Linked DNA regions of Mus musculus: all the other regions are linked to region 3. A link is a contact called in public Hi-C and HiChIP or PLAC-seq data. All regions are on one chromosome and are shown on one strand. Each heading gives the region's core, a stretch centred on a gene start, on an enhancer-like site or on the middle of the called end of the contact. The rest is flanking DNA. Distances are from core to core; before and after follow the strand shown.

Evidence for each region. Hi-C and Micro-C count contacts between places; a contact is called where the count stands out from the background. HiChIP or PLAC-seq counts read pairs in DNA pulled down with a chosen protein or histone mark.
Region 1: an H3K27ac HiChIP or PLAC-seq map of neural progenitor cells shows a contact between it and region 3, with 7 times the contacts expected there. The contact joins two enhancer-like sites. A contact is called at or near these places in 1 of 484 Hi-C or Micro-C datasets (liver), 2 of 115 datasets of contacts at active chromatin or transcription factors (neural progenitor cells and stem cell-derived neural progenitor cells) and 1 of 9 other capture datasets (embryonic tail).
Region 2: a contact with region 3 is called in a Hi-C map of neural progenitor cells, with 6 times the contacts expected there. The contact joins two enhancer-like sites. A contact is called at or near these places in 5 of 484 Hi-C or Micro-C datasets (the 3T3-L1 cell line, cerebral cortex, embryonic stem cells and 2 more), 2 of 115 datasets of contacts at active chromatin or transcription factors (neural progenitor cells and stem cell-derived neural progenitor cells) and 1 of 9 other capture datasets (embryonic tail).

Annotation. Positions count from the first base shown.
Region 1 is chr10:38,307,723-38,310,501 of GRCm38.p6, reverse strand. No RefSeq gene overlaps it. Among named protein-coding and RNA genes, the nearest start is that of Gm40624, 46 kb to the left of the region's middle. Within about 2 kb of position 1,316, at least 36 of the 459 cell types and tissues checked have an H3K27ac peak or open chromatin away from gene starts, as enhancers often do. A contact at or near this core is called in neural progenitor cells, where this site is marked.
Region 2 is chr10:38,356,778-38,359,497 of GRCm38.p6, reverse strand. All of the region lies in intron 1 of Gm40624 (a long non-coding RNA gene), which reads right to left. Among named protein-coding and RNA genes, the nearest start is that of Gm40624, 3.4 kb to the right of the region's middle. Within about 2 kb of position 1,392, at least 21 of the 459 cell types and tissues checked have an H3K27ac peak or open chromatin away from gene starts, as enhancers often do. A contact at or near this core is called in neural progenitor cells, where this site is marked.
Region 3 is chr10:38,552,690-38,555,567 of GRCm38.p6, reverse strand. No RefSeq gene overlaps it. Among named protein-coding and RNA genes, the nearest start is that of Gm22911, 61 kb to the left of the region's middle. Within about 2 kb of position 1,602, at least 127 of the 459 cell types and tissues checked have an H3K27ac peak or open chromatin away from gene starts, as enhancers often do. A contact at or near this core is called in neural progenitor cells, where this site is marked.

The DNA of each region.
Region 1 (2,779 bases), core at 67-2,566, 240 kb after region 3:
GTAGAACAAAACATCACTTTTAGATGTTAAAACCTTTAATGTACCAAAAACTATTATTACAAATCTAGATGATGGTGTACCAGTATCAGTGATTTAAAGTTTATGAAGCGACTAATAGAACTGATAGGTAGAACGGAGAAATTGACAATTATACTCAGAGTTTTATGGCTCTCAATACTGATATAGCAAGTATGCAGAAAATCAATAAGGATACAGAAGCTTTGAATACCAATGTCAATGGCTTGACATAATTGGTATTTATAATACATCCTTCTATAGTGCAGCAGAATACTAATTGTTTTTCATTAAAATGGAACCTTTGGAAGCTTCAGAACTCAATGAATTTAAAATAATTAACTATATTCTTTAATCAAACAGAATTAAATTAATAATCAATAACAGATTGACATAAAAAATCCATAAATATTTGAAAACATAATAATTCACTCGTGGATACACAAACTGTCAAAAGGAGAAACTCTAAAGGAAATGAAAACAGCATGTTAGCACACAAGTTTATAAAAATGTGTTTAGAAATGATGGCGTGAGCAGTGGTCAGGAAGGGGCTGATAGTTACACAAAGAAGTTGAGCATATTTAAGCTAGTGGTCATATTGTCTGCTTTGAAAGCTAAAAGTAAAATAAATTATATTTAACAAAAGCAGCGTAGTAATAATGATAGAGGTACAATAATTAACATATACAAGATGAAAACTAAAACTAAAAAATTCCTTACAAAGATTAAATGAAATACAAATAGCCCAGAAAAATCAGTGTCAAACTGATCAAGTGACTGAACACGTGTCAGAATTGACAACATACAAAAAAAGAGGTGGTGCTGACTGTTATAGGTTCTTAAAGAATAAGAAGTATAGATTGAAAACTGGAGGCTAATAAATGTGAGATCTCTGATTGAAAAATTGTAAAATGGCAAGTTCAAATGCTCTCACTACAATTTACTCAAGAAAACCCCAATCTGGACATCCATGACTGTATCTAAGAACCTTCTCTAATACAAACATCTTCATCACAGAATTCAGCCAGGCTTTTAAGAGAGAGAGAATGGCAGCTGCACTATCACTCTTAAATAAAGAAAGCTGAAGAAGATGGAACATAGCACTTTGTCCACAAGCTGCTGCTGGTCACAGAAGTGGTTACGGGGTAAAGAAGGACTTAAGGACACAGGAAATCATTTAGGGTGGTTTCCAGGTACTTCAAAATAAGAATGTACAGCTGGAGCTGTTGGCCTCAGGCCTCATTTCTGTGGGAATCATGTGGCTCCGGAACTGACTCTCAATGTTTTGTCTTCCTAGGGAACTGTATTGCAGCCCACAGCGGTGTAGTCAATGCCTGGGTTATTCACCCCTAGAGAATCTGTACCTCACATAGAGAACTGCTCTCATTCTCTTGTCCTCTGCCTCCTTCATGGGGACGCCTAAGCAGCACCCCTATTGATCCATTCTTTCCCTTCACATACATATTGGGAGAATTAAAAGGGAGATGTTAAAATGCTTTAACATTCAACTCACCAGTAAACAAACGCTTCCTGCTAACCACTCTGTGCAGAAGGATTCTTGGAGATGAGAGAGAGGGAATGAAGAATGTCTTGGAAGGCAGCCAAAATCAACATTTTTTCCCTAAAATTAAATTAGACTATTGAAAGGAAAACTCATGATTCAGAGCACAAAATATTTCCATTTCCCCCTAAGCATTGTCCTGTGTTATTAACATGTTTCTTGGTTGAATTGCTCAAATAAAACATATTTTTCTTTAAAACAAACAGGTATTTTCTATATAATCATTAAAATCTCCACTTAAAGCATAAAATGCCTCTTCTTGCAATGTATGAGTTGTTAACTAGCAGTGTGTGCTGGCATGTGTGGAATAGGCATCTGACTATAAAACATCGCTAAATACCATGGTGGTTCAGTTACTGCTTGGTTTTAGCCATGAGTCTTCTATGTTTATGTTAGAATTAATCACATGTAGTGACCCTTCAGCAAGTGTCATTGTGACCTGTCCTTGTCATAGCTAAGTTCATGATTCAGTACATATTATTTTGCTGTAGGGTACATGAGAACAGATGACCCCTCAGTGTCCTGCACATACAATTAAGTGTTCACAGAATGCCTACAATGTTAAAAGTAAGTAGCTATTAGCACAGAAGTGCATTGTCAGCATACAAAACTGTATTTATACATAAGTACATATATGAGTAATAATTGTTTAAATGAGAATTTATTAAAAATGTGGAAATTGAACTTTGCTTAAGAAACTTCAATAAATAAACCTACCTTACCTTTATTTTCTTTCTTTACAATACCTTCAAGGAATCCTTGATTTTAGAAAAATACGTACCCCTCCATTATGTACACACTCATGTATTTGGGATAAAAACATAACCTCATAAATTTCCTATTAGAAAAAATAATGAATCTCTAAATGGCTACTCTTGTTCATCCACTTTAGGTTCATATTCAACCTCCCCAGGTTGAGAAAATAAAGCCTGGAAAGAAGTCCAAATAATCTACAATAAATTAAATTCTTACATTCTTGGGGAAGCTTCTTGAGATCAGGAACAAATTAACATATTTCTCAGACTCCAGATGTGCTCTTGTATAACATGACCCACTTATTGAATCTTAATTATATATTAAGAACTACTAATCTCTATGTAGCATTTATAAAATAAATAACCTAAGTTCAGTGATACTTGACCCTGATTATTCTGAACTGCAACTTGACTCCTAATATTCTTAACATTTAAACCAAGTAATAGA
Region 2 (2,720 bases), core at 143-2,642, 200 kb after region 3:
TAAACCTACAGGCTTTGAAGGCCAAGTCCTCATTTTACATCTGGCAGTTTTAGTCATTGTTTTAACTTCATGCTTATTTGAATGTGTAATCACATTTGAAAGCCTCCTGGGATTCTATGCACATACCTTTCTTCTAACAATGCATTTGTCAATCTAGGGCCCTTATCTGCACATACTATTCACATAGACCTCTCTTTTAATTGTATACTTGGCAGTCTGAGATGTTTACCTGTGCATACTTTATAACATAACCTCTTTCCAAACAACAACTGAATAACAACTATCAATCCAGGACCCCCATTTGCATTGAGCACATCCCATTCCCAATAGCAGAATAAATTTCTCTACTCTTTAATGACCAACAAATTTAGAATTTTACAAAATGTATTCATAATACCATCAATAGAATGATCTGGCCTATTAGTGGTTTTGAGTGCATGCTTAATACGGTGAAGTGTCCTCTATGTGACTTTTAGTAAGAATCCTGTATTTGCTCACTTATGTCTATGCATTAGTGGGCATGAATGTGATGAAATTCAGATGAATTGTGAGGAGGAGCATGAATCATAGAGAAATGGTTTTACTACCAAAAGTCTGTCAACCAAAATAGATACCAACTTACATTATACCCTCCATGATCAAATTGCTCCCCTTGAAATCCATAGAAGGAACAGTAATGAAGGCTTTCTTATTGTATAATAATGGAGTCCCTTCATTCACCGATGCCCTCAGTCTTGACAGTTCATTCCCTTCTACAATGCACTATTGCTCTGCTTTGAATAAAGCATTCTTGCAACTTTCTAAATATGTGCGCACATTTATTTCATTCACTAGTAAAATGCCTAGGACCTAAAAATACCTGGCCCAGACCTGAACGTAACAAAGTGATAGAATTTGCTTTAATTGTAGAAGAAGATAAGCATTTGTAACTGATCTGAGCAAACTTTTAGGCAAGAACTTTGCATAACTTTAATAAATATTTCCGCCTAGTTACAAGTCCATTAATATCTCAAGAAGCCAGAATGATGGAATAGCTTTATTCCCCATGTAAATGGGCATGCTAAAATATGTGGCAAGTGTGCTTGAATCTAATTTAGGGAGTATCCTCTGTCTCATATTTACTTCTGCTTACGTGTAAGCACATCAAATTTCATAAAAGAATAAGCCTTTATCTATCATTTTCAGTGCTTTCTTATAACACCCATGAGGTTAAACCAAGCATGTTATAATAAATTAGAAACAAATATGAAAAGGACCTGCCTAAGGAAGAGCTCCATCATGAGACTGGGTTTGCTGTGTATTTAAACAAAGTCATGATTCATTAGCACAGGGCTTTAACAATCAAATAAACAAAACTGTGTTCTACAAGGCATCCATTAGCACATTGATGTGCATAAATCACCAGCCATGTGACTTAGGACTCAACCATTTGCCAAACAGCTGCTTTCTCAGCTCAAGTAATGAAGGGGGGGGGGGTGGAATCCCCAGCTGAAGCCAATTAGTGGATAAGCATTCATTCCCAAATATCTGAGGCAGTTGAGTGGTTTATTTTGGAGGCTAGATATGTTGTTACTCAGACCCAAGGAAGAAAGCTCCTTTTACAAAAAATTGAGCAGTTTATGTTAACCCTTGTTTGTACTGGGCTCTCTTCCAAAGAACAGGCAGAGACATAAGCAAGCAAACAAACAAACATGCAAACAGATAATTAAGATCTAAAATCCTTGAAAGCAGTGCAGTGAATCATTTATTTAGAATTGCTTGTTCCTTAGCTTGTGGAATATTCTAAGCATTCCTGGTTCTAGACTATGTGAGTGTAAAATTCTAGTGTGAAGCAAAATATCTAATTTCAAGCACAAATTATATTTTAAAAAAGACACAAGACACGTGATCAGACTGAAGCAGACTTTAGGAAAGACTGATCATATTTCATGTGCTTAAATTCTAAAAAGAAAGCTATCACTACTCAAGAACTAGCTTTAAGCACACATTGCATTTCAGAATGGTGTGGTGCTTAAAGAGAGAAACACCTCTTCTAGGCCCAGGTGTTTGAATGCCTGCTCCCTGGCAGGTAGTGGTATTTGGTGAGGTTCTGGGACATGCAGCCTTTAGGAAGTATGCCACAGCCAGTGTGCTTTGAAAGCCCACTCGATGTTGTTTTCTGTGCTTTGCGTTTACAGTTGAAGAGGTGACCTTTCACTGTACTGCTCCTGCAGCCTCAACTACAGCTTGCTGCAGGCATCTCTGCCTGGCAACCTCGTGCACACTCCTCTGCAGCTGTAAACGCAAGCAAATCTTTCTCCCATAACTTGCTTTTGGTCAAGGTGTTTTATCATGTCAACAGAGAAGTGACTACATCAGTTAGGATCTATACTAAATGTTAGCAAAACCTGAGTTGTCCCTAAAATCTCTCTATTACAGTATTCTATATATTGCCTCCTGCCAAAATAAAGGTATAATCTGGAACCTTCTTTGCCTTGATAATTCTGGTAACTACATTAATTAATAAGGGTCACTAATGAAACTATAATAAACATAACACATTTTTCCTAGGAAAAGTTAGCACACAAGTAACCAAGACAGCATCTTTCTTACAAGCTACCTTAATGCACACAATAAATAAAGCAGAATGTTAATTGTGACTGAGCTATATACTAGTGAAAGAACATCTAGTAAATTTTAATATCTCTCAATTTGACTCTGGGACCCCTTTGGGGTTGAAT
Region 3 (2,878 bases), core at 353-2,852:
TATTTGTGTTCACTCTAGAAATGGTAAGACAACATTTATTTCCACCTAGAACTGTCTTGGATCATGGCAGCAGTGTTTTTAAGAGGTCTCATATCTCTCAGAATGCACACAGTGATGTCCAGCATGCCACACAGTTACACAAAACACTTATTCAGCATAAAGTATCTTCATGGGGGCCCTACCGCCCTTACCCCTCGTTTCCACTTTCCACCCTCCAGTCCTCCCTTGGGAAGATGCATGCCTGTTCCATTTATGCTCAGCACCAGTGTTGCCATGGAAACTCTCCTCCTTTTCTCTACCCTCCCCAGTTACCAAGCACAGCTCTGGACTCAGTGCCAAGACCTCCTCTGTACAGACTCAATATTCTTTCAATGTTTAGACAAATCTGTTCGAAAACCTTGTTTACATTTTTTCCCACAACACCATAGCTTCGAGTCGGGGCCATCCATTTCCCATGGATCTGCTTATATTCTGGACATGGTTTCTTTTCTTTTTTCTCCACCATAGCTCTAAAATAAAATTGTATCATTTGGTCTAATTCTTAATAGGACATAAAAGGCAACTCAGGGTCAGAGTCCACCCTTACAGTCAATTTTATCCAGTCCAGAGTAGAATTTAATACTTTTTGTATACTATTTTTTTTTTACTTAAAAAATTTTGTTTAATAAATGCAGCATTAACACATGTTTAAAAACAAGAAACTTTCCTTTAATTAGCTTTAGTTGCATGTTTGTTACAGTCATCTGTGTATCTTACGTTATGCCAGACATTAATTAGTATTCAGATATACAAATAATATGTTGGCTTCACATTGCTTAATCTTACAGGTATGTTTTAGGCTGCACATTTTCTGTAGAATTTAAAAGTCTTGCTTATGGTTTAATTCTTGATTCCTATATTTAATGACGCAATTCACTGATGAAACTAAACCAAAATTAATGTTGTTGTGATGATATTTTATCCTTCTCCCCATTTAAAAATTGCCAGTTATGCCTGCAGAATTCCTAAATGTTAAACGTAGGTTTAGCTTAAAAAAAAAATACTTACTTTGCCTTTTTATTTTAAGAAACTTGAACAGGTCAGTTCAACTCAGTGAACTATGCTGACATTTACATATTTTCACAGTAAACATGTATTTTTAAATCATTACTAGGAAAAAAATACCTCTGATCAACAGAAGAGGGAGCAATATTCCCTCCTTTTTTACACAAAATACTGTGGGGTTGTTTTCTCACCTTTCCCTCCTAAACATAAGCCTCCTCTATCGTAATCTCTGCTGCTGCTTTTCTCTTTCCCTTTTCTAATTTTTTTGAGGGGAAGTGGAGGAGGGGTGCGCAGTGGTGGCAGGAGTAGGACCACCCAGTTCGATCAAGGAATCAAAGGTTAAATTCTTTCTGGTTTGTTACTATCTCTCAGGATATAGTTAAACGTTAGAAATCTTTGTCGTCTGTATATTTTTACTCGCAACAATACTTACGGGAATGAAATGCGCTGCACCTCCTTACAGAGAAGCCACAACATTGCGCAGGCAGTGGAGTGAATGTGAACGTTTTCCAGCTTGCCTGAGCCAGAGACTCTCTCATTGTTCTCTCTCTGAGCAGAGTAGGAACCGCGCACATCTGAATAACAGAGTCTTTTCTGCCTGGCGCAATCCTGGATTGTTACAGTCTAGAGGCCAGCCATGCTGTCACCGGCACAAATTGATTTAACCATCAATTGCTGTGGTCATTAAAGCTGCTAAAAGTCCCCGCCAAACTGATGAATTGCAACTGAATGTGAAATGAGTGTCTAAGTCTTTTTCCCACCACCTCATATCAAAGGCTATTGTATCCTTGCAAAGTAAAGGGTCGGGGGTTCAGGCTGCTGTTCAACAATGGGCTCTGTCAAAGGACAGAGCTCCATTCACACAAGCACTCCCAATTACAGTTTGCTTTCCATACCTTATTGTATGAAATTTGCATCCAACTAATACATTGAATTATTGGCATACTTTGGGTGTCAAAGGAGTCAATGAATGATTTGTCCTTGAAATACATGGAATCCAAAGCAGCTGCTGGTTCTTGTCTTGACAATGGAATGATTCCCTGGTTTTCCAATGCCTGCAAATGGACTAATTTTCTCCCAGCTCACAGTTAGCACTTGTGGAAGCAGTACACAATTTTTTTCCACATTCACAACTGTGAACTCATTTCTAGAGTTTTGAGAGGAGATACAGAAAAGGAATGGTATTGTCTAGCCTAACAATTATATTATAAACTTTAAAAAAATCAGTATAACCTCCATGAGGCCAATCATTTACTACTACTACTACTACTACTACTACTACTACTACTACTACTACTACTACTACTACGACTACTACTACTACTACTACTATTTGTTTGCTTAAAGTAAAAGGATACATTGTAAAATTAAAACCAACCTTACACATATGTTTAAATACCCAGAAGAACTTTTGTTAATTCTTTTAGGAAGATCATAAATAGGAATTTTTCAGATTTTATGATTAAGCTCCTCAAAGTGTTATGAACTGAGCACACGGCACATGTACACATGTACATATTTGTATGTTGGTATAATGTTTACCCAATTTAGCTGATAACTGAGTTTGCAGACATGAGGGATCACTAAACTGCAATCCTCCAGCTTCTGACACTCAAAGGCAGCAAGGAATTCAGAAAACATTGGGTTTGCTCTCCTTGGTGTTAAGTTTGGTTTTTCCTAGCAGATACTCATCGACCGAACATTTCCCTTCATCTTGAGTCTTGACTTTAATGTGTTACATTATTTGGTTTACCTATGTGCTTGTGTATGCAACTTTAGCAAACTCATCATGGCGGTGTTTTCATGGTGCTCTTAGGGGCAGCTCTGTAAGAGA